Linked DNA regions of Zea mays: region 2 is linked to region 1. Evidence: chromatin contacts called from public Hi-C data. All regions are on one chromosome and are shown on one strand. Each heading gives the region's core, a stretch centred on a gene start, on an enhancer-like site or on the middle of the called end of the contact. The rest is flanking DNA. Distances are from core to core; before and after follow the strand shown.

Region 1 (6,738 bases), core at 2,089-4,588:
TGGTGCCCCTACGCAAAGGGAAGTCCACGTGAGGGCCAAGCTCTTGGTGGACTAACTCCGTAGAGAGCCACATGTCTTCTCCACACGCAAGTGGTGCTCTACTCCTGACCTTCTCTCGAATGCTCCCCGTTGTCTTTACTATTGAGCTTCCGCACAAATATCGTGGGTCTCGTTTCCTCCGGTACACGGTGGCACCCACACCACAAACTTGGTTGGTGTGGTCTCGCAAGACTCTTGCCCCACTCGGTACAATTACAACAACTCACGCAAGAGCTGAGGGGTTTGTGTGGGTTTTTTTCTAACCTCACTCAATCTACCAGGAACAACCTAGAGCAATCACAATAGCGATCTAACTAACCTAAGCACTTCGCAAAGCACCTGCTAATCACCGAGTGATTCTATTAAGCACTTGGCTGTTTGGAGCAATGGAGATGTGTCTCACTTCAATTGGTATGTTGCTTGGGCTCCCACACCTTCAAAATAGTCGGTTTGGGGGGGGGGTTATATAGAGCCCCAACCCCAAAGTAGATGTTGGAGGAAAGCAGACTTTTCTACATGGCACTGAACCAGTCCGGTGCACCACTGGACCATGGTTTGTGCCTCCACGTCAGCTAGCTGTTGGTCGGTCTGACAAATCTTCTACGATCCTCGAGGTTCGGTGCACCACCAGCCTAATAGATGACCGTTGGAAACTAGTCGTTGCCGACCGTTGGCAGGCGGTCCGGTGCAACACACTCGAGGTTCGATGCACCAGCTGTCGAGTGCCCAAAAATTTACTCTCTAGCAAACTGGTCTAGTGCACCACCAGACTGGTCCATTGCACTTTGAAATAGCCCACTTCATTTTCTTCAAGCCTTTTCACTTGGGATTGGTTTTTGGTTTGTGTTTTAGACTTTGCTTGATACTTGTAGGTCTTCCATAAGTCTTCTATTGTCTTCTTTTGAGGTGTTGCTTCCTTAGTGCCTCAGTCCAAGCCACTTTGCATCCTGTAAACTACAAAACACAAACATTTGCAAAACCATTAGTCCACATAGTTATGTTGATCATCAAACACCAAAATTACCTAGTCAAATGGGTCAGGGTACATTTTCCTTACACCCATGTCCTATCTCCCTGGTGGTGGGGAATTGTTTCTATGGCTACGCATATAATATGGATGCCCATGGTGACATCCAATGATGACAGGACACCTACATTTTGTCACTGGCGTCTTCCTTATGGATATGTTTACTTTTATGTATCAGGGGGGTCTTTGGAAGGTCGTGGCAGGTGAGATGCTTGAGATTATGGCGAAAGCTTGTACAACAATGTTTGCAGACACTACTACCTTCTTAGAGGCATTCTCTTCATACCTCTTCTCATGCAGTCATACTTGTTCTATGTTGGGTTTCTCGAATGTAGACCTTCCCTTCTAGCTCTGGTGTCGTGTTATTGTGCTATTGTCGTCTCGCTTTGGAGGTGCTCCAAGTTGTTGTTGTGGTGGTGCATGGCAATGTGTCAGGTATTATTTTTAGTTGTGCTCTAGGGTTCGCTAGATGTTGTTTGGGTTGAAAAGTTCTTAGTTGCATTAGTCGTTAGTTAGATATCTTCTATAGTTTAGTGAGTGGTTAATAGGGGGTAGTTGAGCTGTTAGTCAGACCATTTCTACGAAGTTAAATTAAGTGGTAGCCTAGAACTATTAATTATTTGGTCATTATTGGTAGTGTTTGGTTCCAGAGACTATTTGGATGGAGCGACTCTATTCCAGATGGATAGAACACCTCTGTTCTGTGTTTAGTAGTCTGAACGTAGCCACTCTGTTTTTGTTTGGTTCCAAGTGAAGCACAGAAGCAGTATGAAGCGACTTCATTCTATGCTTGGTTATAGAGTGAAGCGGAATAGATGATGCTAGAACAAGGAGAGGGGCGTTAGATTACGAGCGCACATGTTCGATCGTCTTTGAGAGCCCATAGATGCATAATGGAGAAATATTTCACTTTTGTAGCGACTCACTTCCATCTAGAATCAAACCAAACATGCTATATGCTATAACGGAGCGACTCAGTTCTACCTAACTCTACAACTAAACTATACCAAAGTTACCTAAAATTAGGGCTGGACAAAATACTTGTGGCTCGTGAGCTCGCTCGACTTGTACTCAATTTGAGTCGACTCGACTCGACTCGTTTTAATTTTGTCACGAGCTGAGCTAACATCTTAGCTCGGTTCGTTAACGAGCCAGCTCGTTAGCTCGAATGAGTTAGCATTTATCAGCAAAACAAAAGCCTATACTATGTTAATTTAAGGTTTAAATGATGTGATATATGAAATTACGAGTATTATTAGTCTTTTCTAGTGTTAAATTAATATGAAATAAACTAGCAATTGATTATATTGTTATATATATATATATATAATTTTTTATTGTGGCTCGCGAGCTAAACGAGCCAGCTCGAGCTCGCAAACGCGTCGAGCCGAGCTGGTTATCCTATTCGTTAACTTAACGAGTCGAGCCGAGCCAACTCGAGCTCAGTCGAGCCGAGCCAAGCCGAGCCGAGGTGACTCGATATCCACCCCTACCTAAAATGAGTAGACCACCCTGCCAACTAGGTGTTTTTCTATTTTTTATTAAAAACTTTTGCAATACTTAGGCCATTCTCAATGGCAGTTTCATACATTAATTAGTATGCCACATAGGATTTGATGACATGACACTATATTTATTAAAAAAAGGTGAAAATAGTTTCGTCATGAAACTCCGGAGCTCGTTTTTAAGGTATTGGAAAGCATGCGAAACCACTATTAAGAACAATTTATTTCATCTCTATCTATTTTATCTATTATTATTGGTTATTTAAATACAATATTTAAGTCACGAACCACTTTATTGAAAAAACATAATTTATTTTTTGTTTTATCTTACTTTTATTGACGTGGTAATATTGCACTAGCACCATGAATGGCTCTAAAAAAACAAAACTAGGGGCCGGTGTAGGTAAGCAGCCTACACACGCCGGTGGCTAGTGGCTACTCGCCAGGTATAGTTAACAGGGCCAGGTCCCCACATGCTAGCGAAGTACAGCCCCCTCCTTATCTCCTAGGCTCCAAGCCCAGGCGCCCTTATCCTAACCGCTCGCCGCACTCGGTCTACGAACGACCCCGAGATCCAGCGCAACGGACGGCTCTCCGAGCAGCCGCACGAGAAACCGGGTCCAGGGGGCAGGGCCTGGAGGATAACCTCGCCACGCCAGCACGCCACGCGGCCAGGCCCAGTGTGCGAGGACGAGGACGACGCGGGCGCACGCAGCAGCAAGCTCTGACCCTGAAAGCTGAAACCGCTCCACGCCCTCCCCCTCCGCGCAGAGCCAGCCAAGCCAACCAGCCAGTCAGAAGAGGAACCGGGGAGCGGCAGCTGCAGCGGCCGAGGGCGGAGCACGCGAGGTGAGATTCTTTTCTCCATCCCCTACCCTCCCTCCCTTCCTCCTCCGCTCCGTCTCGATTCTACGCGGCTTCATGGATTCGGGGGCCGGCCGGCGCGGCGGCGGTCCTCTCGCTGGGTGGAGGCTCTGAGGTCGGGGGAGGCGCGGGGTTGACCGGGCTGTTGGGCGCGGCGTGGGGACACGGGTGGTCGTCGCCTCCAGTCCCATTCGCGGCGTCGTTGTCACAGGCGCGGTTGGGGCTCAGGGCGATGCGGTTTTCTACCCCTTTTCCCGAAGGGATTTGGGGGGGCTTTAGGGGCCGCGGCCGGCAGCGTTTCTGGCTCTGCTGTGATGGGCGCGTCGCGGCAGAGTTCGATTTCGTGTTATTCAAATCGTGTGTTTACAACTGTGATTTATTACCTGCCCATTTTTTTGGGTGGGGTGGCGTGAGGGGTAGGATACAATTGGAAATTTGTCAGGGTCGAGGTTCATTTCACTCTGTTTTACACCGTCAGTCACTGCACCGTTTGATACTGTGATGACCCTTGGCCTGGGCGGCGATTCGCCGAGACGTGAGACTCTCCAGGGATCGCCGACGAGACACAGATAAGTTTGTTCAGGAGTCTGTTTTCCTATTCATTTCATATCTCCCTCTGAACAACTCATTACAGTATTTATAGATGCTCAACCTCACCTGCTAAACCGGCTAATACTCTGGCTAATCCACTTATTACAGCCCAGTATGGCGACAATACGGCCTTATAATAGCCCAAGCAACTATTACAGGCTCAATCACTTAGAACATCACAGATTACAGACTAATACCTCATACCTGCTACGAGGATCCTCCATACTCGCTCTAGGCATCATCTTGGGCCATCACATAATCACATCTCCCCCGGGGCCAAAAGACGCTTGTCCCCAAGTGTTTGCTGCTGGAAACCTTGCGGTCTTGCCTTCACCACTGCATAGTCCTCCCAAATAGCAGCTTCAGATGGCAGTCCCGTCCATTCCACCAGCACCTGGACAATAGCATGATTGCCTTTACGCACCATCCGCCGATTCAGTATCTGTTCAGGTTCAATGCCCTCTTGAGACATGTCAACTAGCTTAGGTAGTTCAGTGAAAACCGGAGAATAGCATGGATGAAGCGGCTTCAACTGAGACACGTGAAACACCGGATGACTTGAGCATCAGCAGGTAACTCCAATTTATTTGCAACTGCCCCAATTTTAGCTGCAACCTTGAAAGGCCCAAAGAATTTGAATGCCAACTTGGGACAAGGCCGATTCACCACTGTCTTCTGTGCATATGGTTGCAGTTTTAGCAAAACAAAACCACCCACTTGAAACTCCCTAGGAGTTCTGCCTTTGTTAGCGTATTGCTTCATACACAACTATGCCCGAGCCAACTGTTCCTTCAGCATTACAGAAAAAGTATTTCTTTCTGTGACCCAATCAGTGACATCCTGATCCTCAATGGCAATGAGCCTTGGAAGTGCCAGCATAGGGGCATCATATCCATATAACACTCTGAATGGTGTACACCCCAATACACCATGATAAGTAGTGTTATACCAGTACTCTGCCAGAGCCAACCAACTCTTCCACTTGCTGGGCTGAGAGTTCACAGCACACCCGAGATACATTTCCAGACATTGGTTCACACGTTCACTTTGTCCATCAGTCTGGGGATGATAAGCTGTAGACAACAACAACTTGACCTCCATGGGCTGAAACAGATTCTTCCAAAAACTGCTAGTAAACACCTTGTCCCTGTCAGATACTAGAGACTTGGGCACCCCATGCAACTTAACCACATTATCCAGAAATACTTGAGCAACACCCCTATCAGTAAAAGAATGTTTCAATGTTAAGAAATGACTATATTTCGAAAATCTGTCAACCACCACCAAATTGTATCAAAACCTTCTGATTTAGGCAAGCCTTCTATGAAATCCATAGTCACATCTTCCCACACACCTTGAGGCACAGGCAGGGGTTGCAATAACCCTGCTGGATGAGTTCTCTCACACTTAGCCTTTTGACAAGTAACACACTGATGTACAAACTGAATCACATCAGCTTTTAACCCTTTCCAATAGAACACTTTATTCACACGCTGATATGTGGCTTGTATTCCAGAGTGTCCACCTATTGCACTATCATGCAAAGCTGCAATCAGCTTAGTTCTTAAAGCTGAGTTAGCACCAATCCAAATACGACCCACCTTTCGAATAATACCCTGATGCAATGAAAACCCATGTTCATCAGGACTTCGAACCAGCAACTGAGCTATCATCTGTTGGGCCTCTTTAACATAAGAATTTAACACCTCCTGCACCCAAACTGGCTGCACTTCTGAGATAGCAGCTAACTCCAACATTGAATCCCTCCTTGACAGAGCATCAGCAACTACATTCTCTGACCCCTTCTTATACACAATTTAAAATTGTAACCCCATTAACTTGGCCATGGCTTTCTTTTGAAGATCTGATTGTAGCTGCTGGTCTCCCAAAAATGTAAAAGACTTGTGATCTGTCTTAATCACGAAAGCACCTCTCTGCAAATACTGCCTCCTTATCTACTGCCATAATCAAGGCCAGGAACTCCTCATAATAGAAAGGTGTTTGTTCTTCTCTCCCAGAGCCTTGCTGATGAAAGCTAGTGGCCTGCCTTGCTGCATCAACATGGCCCCCAACCCCACATCTGATGCATTTGTTTCAACTGTGAAAGGCAAATCAAACCTGGGAAGAGCAAGAACTGGAGTAGAAGCCATAGCCTGCTTCAGTTTTTGGAAGGCAACCTGGGCCTCTTCAGACCACTGAAACACTTGCTGTTTCTGCAACAGAGTCTAGTAAGGGGTCTGGCCAAGGTTCCATAACCACTCACAAATTTCCTATAATAGCCTGTTAGATCAAGGAACCCCCTCAGCTCTGTCACATTCTTAGGTCGTGGCCAGGTAAACTTGGCTTCAGTTTTATTAGGATCTGTTGCCACTCCATCTCTAGAAATCACATGGCCCAAATACTTCAGTTCGTGCTTCACTAAAGAGCATTTCTTCAACTTTAGAAAGAATTGATGCTATCTAAGCTTGGTTAACACCATCCTGATGTGCTGGTAATGAACCTCCAGACTGGGACTATAGATGAGAATGTCCTCCAGGAAAACCATGACAAATCTCCTGAGAAAGCTCTCCAAAACTGAGTTCATAGCACACTAGAAACTAGCTGGAGCATTTGAGTCCAAAAGGCATTACCCTGAATGGTAGTGGCCATGATGTGTCTTAAAAGCAGTCTTATACAGTTATACTCATCCTCCACTCCCATTCTTATTTGATG
Region 2 (6,738 bases), core at 2,206-4,705, 340 kb before region 1:
GTTTAGTCTCTACAACCAAACAGGATAGGGACTAAACTTTAGTCCTAGGATTAATAGAACTAAACGGGGTCTTAGTTCCTAAATTCCTAAATACGGAAAATGAAATAGAGTTTTAGTTTTCATATTTAGATACTAAAATTGAATAAAATAGATGGACCAAAAATTAGTCTATATAAATCAAACACCCTCTTAGGGGGTATTTGGTTAGAGAGACTAAAGATTAGTCTCTATTTTTTAGTTCCATTTAGTACTTTTTTACTAAACACTAGAACTAAAATATGGACTAAAATAATTTAGTCTTTAGTCATTCACATATGTGCTAAAAGAGACTAAACCATATTAATTCCACATTTACCCCTCATTTAGTTCAATTGTTCTAATAGCAGAAGAATGTTAAAGGTCATTTTAGTTTTCTTATGAGTCATTTAGTATATTCTTACTATTTTTAGTCCCTAGAACCAAACATGTTATGGACTAAACTTTAGTCCCTAACTAAACTTTAGTCCCTAACTAAACTTTAGTCCCTAGACTAAAGAAACCAAACATGACCTAAGTATAAATAGTTACATTGATCATCAAACAACAAAACAATTGAAATCTATATGTAATGATTGGGGCATTAAACAACCAAAATAGCACAAAACATAGACACTACAGTTCTGAAGCATGGAACGATCCATAGAAGACCGGACCATGCTCCTAAACCATCCGGCTACAAAACTTGGTACAGCAAGGTTACAAACAAAAGTATCACAGTTTGATGATTTTGAGAAATGGGACTTCGCTGCACCGCAGCACCTTACGCCTTGAGCTTGCCAAAGAACCTCTGCTTCTCATCGGTAGTCTGGAAGCGACCGTGCCCAAATTTGGACGATGTGTCGATGAACTTGAGCTTGATCTCCTCCAGCGCCAGCCGGGAAGTCTGCTTCAGGAGGGACTGGCGGAGGGTCACCACCCTCTTCTTTGGTCCCACACAGCAGCCCTTGATCATCAGGTAGTCACCCTTCACGATACCATAATGGGGGAAGCCACCCATGGGAGTGATGTCCTTCTCAGTCCTGCAAATGGCAGCAATTCGTTACCAACAAGAGCAACAAAGGTAAACAGATTGTGCAAGTTAGTACAAGCTCAGAAATAGTACCTGTCAAACTCTGTGGAGGCATCGTGGGTCTCTTGTCCAGCCTTGCCGATCTTGTACACCTTCTTGTTCATCTCAGTGCGGTGGTGGTACCCATTCTGACCAGCACGGGCAACCGTATAGGAGACCCTAGCCGGATGCCATGCACCGATACAAGCAACTTTGCGGAGACCCCTGTGGGTCTTGCGGGGAAGCCGGGTGACACCCCAACGAGTGACCACACCCTCGTAACCTTTCCCCTTGGTCACACCAATGATGTCAATCATCTCATCCTTCTGGAAGACAGCATCAACAGGGACCTCTTTCTCAAAGAATTTGTAGCCATAGTCCACCTTGTCAGCAATGGTACCACCATTGACCTGAATCTCCATCAGGTGAGCCTTCTTCTGCTTCAAACCCTTCATCTTCCTAATCTAAAATATACAAATACATAAAAGGTGAGTTTGCTAATACCTAGTGCCTCAGAAAAAATAATCACTTTTCAATTATATGAAAGATAGGTGTACTTCACTCCCGGCACTGAAGTACAATAGAAGTTGAAATTTAATAACAAGTCAAGGATTTTAACATCACAGAAGAAATCTACATGATCATTGATAGATAATGCAATGGAAGTTTAAACTTAATAACAAGGGTTGTGACATATATATATACACAATAAAGAAAACAAAAATGATCATTTGACTACACAAAGATTGCATAAACAGGAATAATGAAGCCAAATAAAAGACCAATAGTAATTGCATCATCAATCATTAAGAAACTGTGTTCCTACAAACATGAATGAGCAACAAAGCACAATTAAGCTTCTTACCTGGGTATGAGCAATGACACGGATAACAGAAGCATATTTCTTCATCTTCTCAAGCTGCAGCTGAATTTCCTTCTTGCCAGCATCATTTTCATATTTGAGAGCATACTTTGTGAAAGCCTTCTTCTTGCTCTTGCACCAGTTCTTGTAGAACCTTCTCCTCACTTCTTCACTAAGATGTTGGGCCCAAACAGAGTTGAGTGTGCGGAGGCCACGAGGAGTCTTCACATATGCCACGAGCCCAACAATGACAAGAGGAGGGGTTTCAATGATGGTAACAGCCTCACAAGTTTCCTTCTTATGGAGTTCTGTAGAAATCAAGTAGGCAGAGCAGTTACGATAATGGAGTGAAATGGTATCCATATACTCGAGATTCATGGGTGCAAGCAGTTGTGGATATTCAACAGAAAAATCTATTGTTTTGAGTAAGTCTATGGGCCTGTGAAGAGATAGTTGTGTGGCTTATATCATCTAAAGTTAAGTGCCCTCAAATTCATAAAAAAACTAAAACTGCTGGTCAGAAATCAAATCGTTCTCATGTTACAATTCATTTTTCAGATATAAACAAACTGGACTATGTCATCAGCTTAATTGATTAATAAAAAAGAAGGGGGTGGACATACTGGATCCTGGCTTCTCAACCTCACGGACAATGTGAGTCATGCCAGCCTTGTAGCCAAGGAAGGCAGTGAGATGGCAAGGCTTCTTGGGGTCATCCCTAGGGAATGACTTCACTGCAAAAACAGGAAAACTACTATCAGATTTTGGACATTAAGTAAACCTGCCAAATGAATGTGCATACCATACTAAACAGGTTAATATTCACAGCAACATAATTCAATTGTACAGCACGTTTTCAGATTATACATAATGTTGGATTGCACTTATATGCAATAGACAATCCTTCACTGACGGAAGACAACCCTATGAAAATTATTACTTAACAACACCACTAGCGGAGTACAGGTTGTTTAAATAGAAGGAACATAAATAATACTTCAAGTTCTAAAGGTTGAAGGGTAGAACATTTCAGATAACACGTATCGGAACAAGGCAAGCGAGCAAGGAGGGAGTAAGAGATGCGCGCGTACCCTTGCCGCGGTGACGGGAGGAGCGCTTCCTGGGAAGGAAGCCGAGGGAGCCGTGCCTCGGGTGCTCGAACTTACGGTGCGACATCCTGCCCTCCTCTTCCTTACCTGCAGGAGATCACAACAAGCCCATCAGATCAGCCGCGAGCTCAACATGGGCGACTCGCCGCGCGGCGAAGAAAAGGCCGCCGCCGGCGAGCAAGGCGAGTCGAGGTGGGAGGAGGAGATGACGCCGGCGGCGGATTCGTTACATCCACCTGTAGGGGGTGGCGGCGCGGCAGTGAGGAGCCAAAATGCGAGTAAACCCTAGCAGAGGTTAGTTATATATAGGGGTCCCGAGTATAGATGGCAGATGATAGATGGGAATAGGTACCCGCGACTCGATACCCGTATATGGGCTAAATATTCTATATTGGGCAAAAAATTTCACACAATGGGTAAATGGGTATTAGAACGTTCCGTCTTCACCCATACCCATTAACACGTGGGTATAAAATACCCAATATAAACTTAACCAAGCATGAACTTGGATTTTAGTCATCCATCTTTTTTACTATTTAACAATCTTTTAGGCATAATGTCATAGAAGGCTTAACGACAATTTAATGACAATTTAATGGAACATGTAATGTGCTATGTAGTACTATCCTAGTGTTACTATTTTATCCAATTATCTTTGGTGTGTTGAATAGATGGTTAAATGATACTAAAATTTTTGTAATGGTATTTAGATGGATATACTTGACATTTGTATAATATAATATTTTGATAGATGTTTAATTTTTGTGGGTACGGGTGACCCGATAGGTGACCCATACATACATGGGTATGGGTATGGGGGCAAATCCATACCCACCAGTGTATATGGGTGACCCGATGGGGTTATTTTTATGTCGTGGGTATGGGTATGGGGTAGTAATACCCGGTGGGTATTTACCCATTGCCATCTCTAGTCCCGAGTGCAAGGGTTTCAATCACGCTGGACCGGGATGCCCTGTGAAATATGGGCTGCTGCTCTGACCTTCTGAGCTAAGGTACTGTGGGCTCGGCTCAGTACTCTATTTAAAATATGGGTCGTCCCTTTTATTTGAAAATGTCTCTATATTTCATTTTACTACCTCACTGATATAGTTCTACTAATCGGTTGCCCGTGTGTTGCAACGGCTTACAACAATACCCATGTAAACTATCCATCAAAAATTTCAATATTTTTTATTGATTGTCTCTGCTCTCCGTATAATATATTTTTTAAATTTAGCTAACTAATGTTATTATTTACTCTATCCAATATGTCTTGGTATAACACGGCCAATGAAGTGAGCGATTATAAGAGAGTTCACAATGGCTGACTGAACGAACATAGATTATAAAATGACATAATTCCACCATACAGAGATCAAATAAGAGAAAGTTTGTGAGCTCAAGTTTCTAAAATAAGTCACATGAACTCAAACTTATAAAAAAAAGATTGATCAAAATATGGAGTGATTGCTATAGTCAGACATCAATTAAAACTGGATGTGCTTCATATAAATTATGCTACTCCATAGCAATTACTAATATTTAAAACCAATAAATAACCTTTTATTTTACTGTTAGTTTGACAAATCATTGTTGCTCCATCCAATCTAGCAACCTCAAACACCATTGAGTCCATTGTGCCAATGTGGTCTCAGAAACGACTTAATGCTTGCAAGAGCCAAGAACGTCGTGCCGTGCTTGGGCTGTAGCCTCGACCCGTAGCGTTGGTCCGGCCCGACACGACTATATTTTTTATTTTACAAAAGACGTATATACATATATATAATTTATATTAAATATTAAAAACATCTGAGCATGACGTTCTACTGGTTAGACAGCATTATTTTTTAACATTTTACGCTGATTTAATTAAATGGGCTGACGGGCTGGCCCGGCACAATCAGCGGCCGACATGACGTGCCTGGGCCAGAGTTGTGGCCCGCGGGCATCTGGCCCGTGCCGGGCCGCCGTTTGGCCATATATAGTCGTGCATCGATTAATTTGAAATAGCTTTGAGGGGTTATTTGTAAAAAGATGACGCGGGACCGTTGAAACTGGTGCTTTAAGTATAGTATAAACTATGTAAAAAACGCACCGTGTGTTTGGACAACGGACATATTGTTACAAAAGAATCCAAAGAAAAACTTCTCATTTTTGTAATTCTTATTGTTGATGTTGGCATGACATAAATAAATACCAAGCAGCATTTGAAGCAATGATGTGAAGGCTATTGGCTTGAATCAGGTTTAGTAGCATTGTTGACATCCTTATCCTAATTGCCAACATTCTCAATAGAACTAGTATTTTTTGTTATGGCTGTATTGGAATTGGGCAGCGAGTCTCATCCTCACAAAATAAAAATATATAGAATGTTTTCGTGTGTGTGTGTGTATATAGTCATAGACCGCTAGGTTCGTTTTTTACGTCCTCATCCTGACGCACGAGCGGTGTCGTCCTCCTCACACAGCGGCGGCGGTTTCTTAGGGCACGAGCGATGATGGCGGCCCCGGAGGCGTGAGCGGGCGACACGCGCCCCCCTCACTCGTCGACGGCGGTTACTCGAGGCGCGAGCGGCGACGATGGCCCCAAAGGCACGCACAACGACGACGGTGGCCCCGGAGGAGCGAGCGTCGGTCTTGGCCCGAGGAGGCACGAGCGACTAGAGGCTTGTGCGGTGGCAGCTCCCACGCGTGCATGGAAGTGATGGCCCCCTCCAACGTTCATGCGAGGTGCGGTTGTCTCCGGCGGCAGAGGACACAAAGGCGTGGGTGGCTCCGGGGATGACGGCGATCGCACAAGATGAGGGCTGTAAGGGTCAGCGATCTGTACAACGGTTCAAGCATCCTTCGGTGACCAACTCCTCCGATCTGGTGGTCTCGACGGCGTCCTTCGGCGATGGCCTCCTCCAATACGTTGTTTATGCATGTGAATGTTGATTTAGCCTATACTATGATTTTTTATTAATTATGATGTACCATGTAGGTATTTATGTAACTTTCTATAATGATTTATGCTTTGTGCGATATCAGCCAATCAATGTTTGCGTGTATGTTGTGGTAACGAAAATGTCATTTAAAATTTGTACGCGTGCAATAGAAACTCCCACGACCTGCCATAATTTTTTGATCTGCATAAAAATAGGAACTGCATGCATGTGCCTGTTGATTGTCATAATTTTCGGATCTGTATAAAAATAGGAACTGCATGCATGTTGGATCAGTATTTAAGCTCACAACTTTATGTGTTTACGCTCAAAACTAAAGGTTTTTATGCTCGAACATGGAGAAGTGTCCACTACTAAATCACATGCCAGATTTTCACGCAGGTACCGCATTTTATAATAATTATATCATGTAGCATAATTAGTATCACTATATATCATAAACTGGTTTTGTCGAGTCTAACTGTATGACTGTTTGAGCGATCCTATATTTATGAAGAAAATAAAACATTTAAATAAGATTTTTTCCATGCTTAACAATCCATTTCCTTTCATCGCACATTACTGTCATCTTAATTTTTTGCGCATGCAGCAGGAAACATATTTTTACGCGGTATACCGAATTGCATAAATACCTACACCATGTAACATAATTAGTATCTAAATATCATAAAATGATTACAATGAGCTTAACTGCAAGGTTGTTAGAGCGATCCTATATTTATGGAGTCATCCATTT

The links. A called contact is a pair of places that touch in the nucleus more often than the background predicts.
Region 2: a contact with region 1 is called in a Hi-C map of leaf, with 5 times the contacts expected there. The contact joins the promoter of LOC103647029 here to the promoter of LOC100280198 in region 1. A contact is called at or near these places in 3 of 25 Hi-C or Micro-C datasets (ear, leaf and tassel).

What each region holds. Positions count from the first base shown.
Region 1 is chr2:142,084,531-142,091,268 of Zm-B73-REFERENCE-NAM-5.0, reverse strand. LOC100280198 (Alba DNA/RNA-binding protein) reads left to right here and starts at 3,338. Exons shown (of 10, transcript NM_001153130.1): 1 at 3,338-3,420.
Region 2 is chr2:142,419,884-142,426,621 of Zm-B73-REFERENCE-NAM-5.0, reverse strand. LOC103647029 (60S ribosomal protein L3) reads right to left here and starts at 3,455. Exons shown (of 6, transcript XM_008671602.4): 1 at 3,295-3,455; 2 at 3,041-3,145; 3 at 2,573-2,683; 4 at 1,953-2,257; 5 at 1,142-1,551; 6 at 546-1,058. The coding sequence starts at 3,125. The coding sequence ends at 800.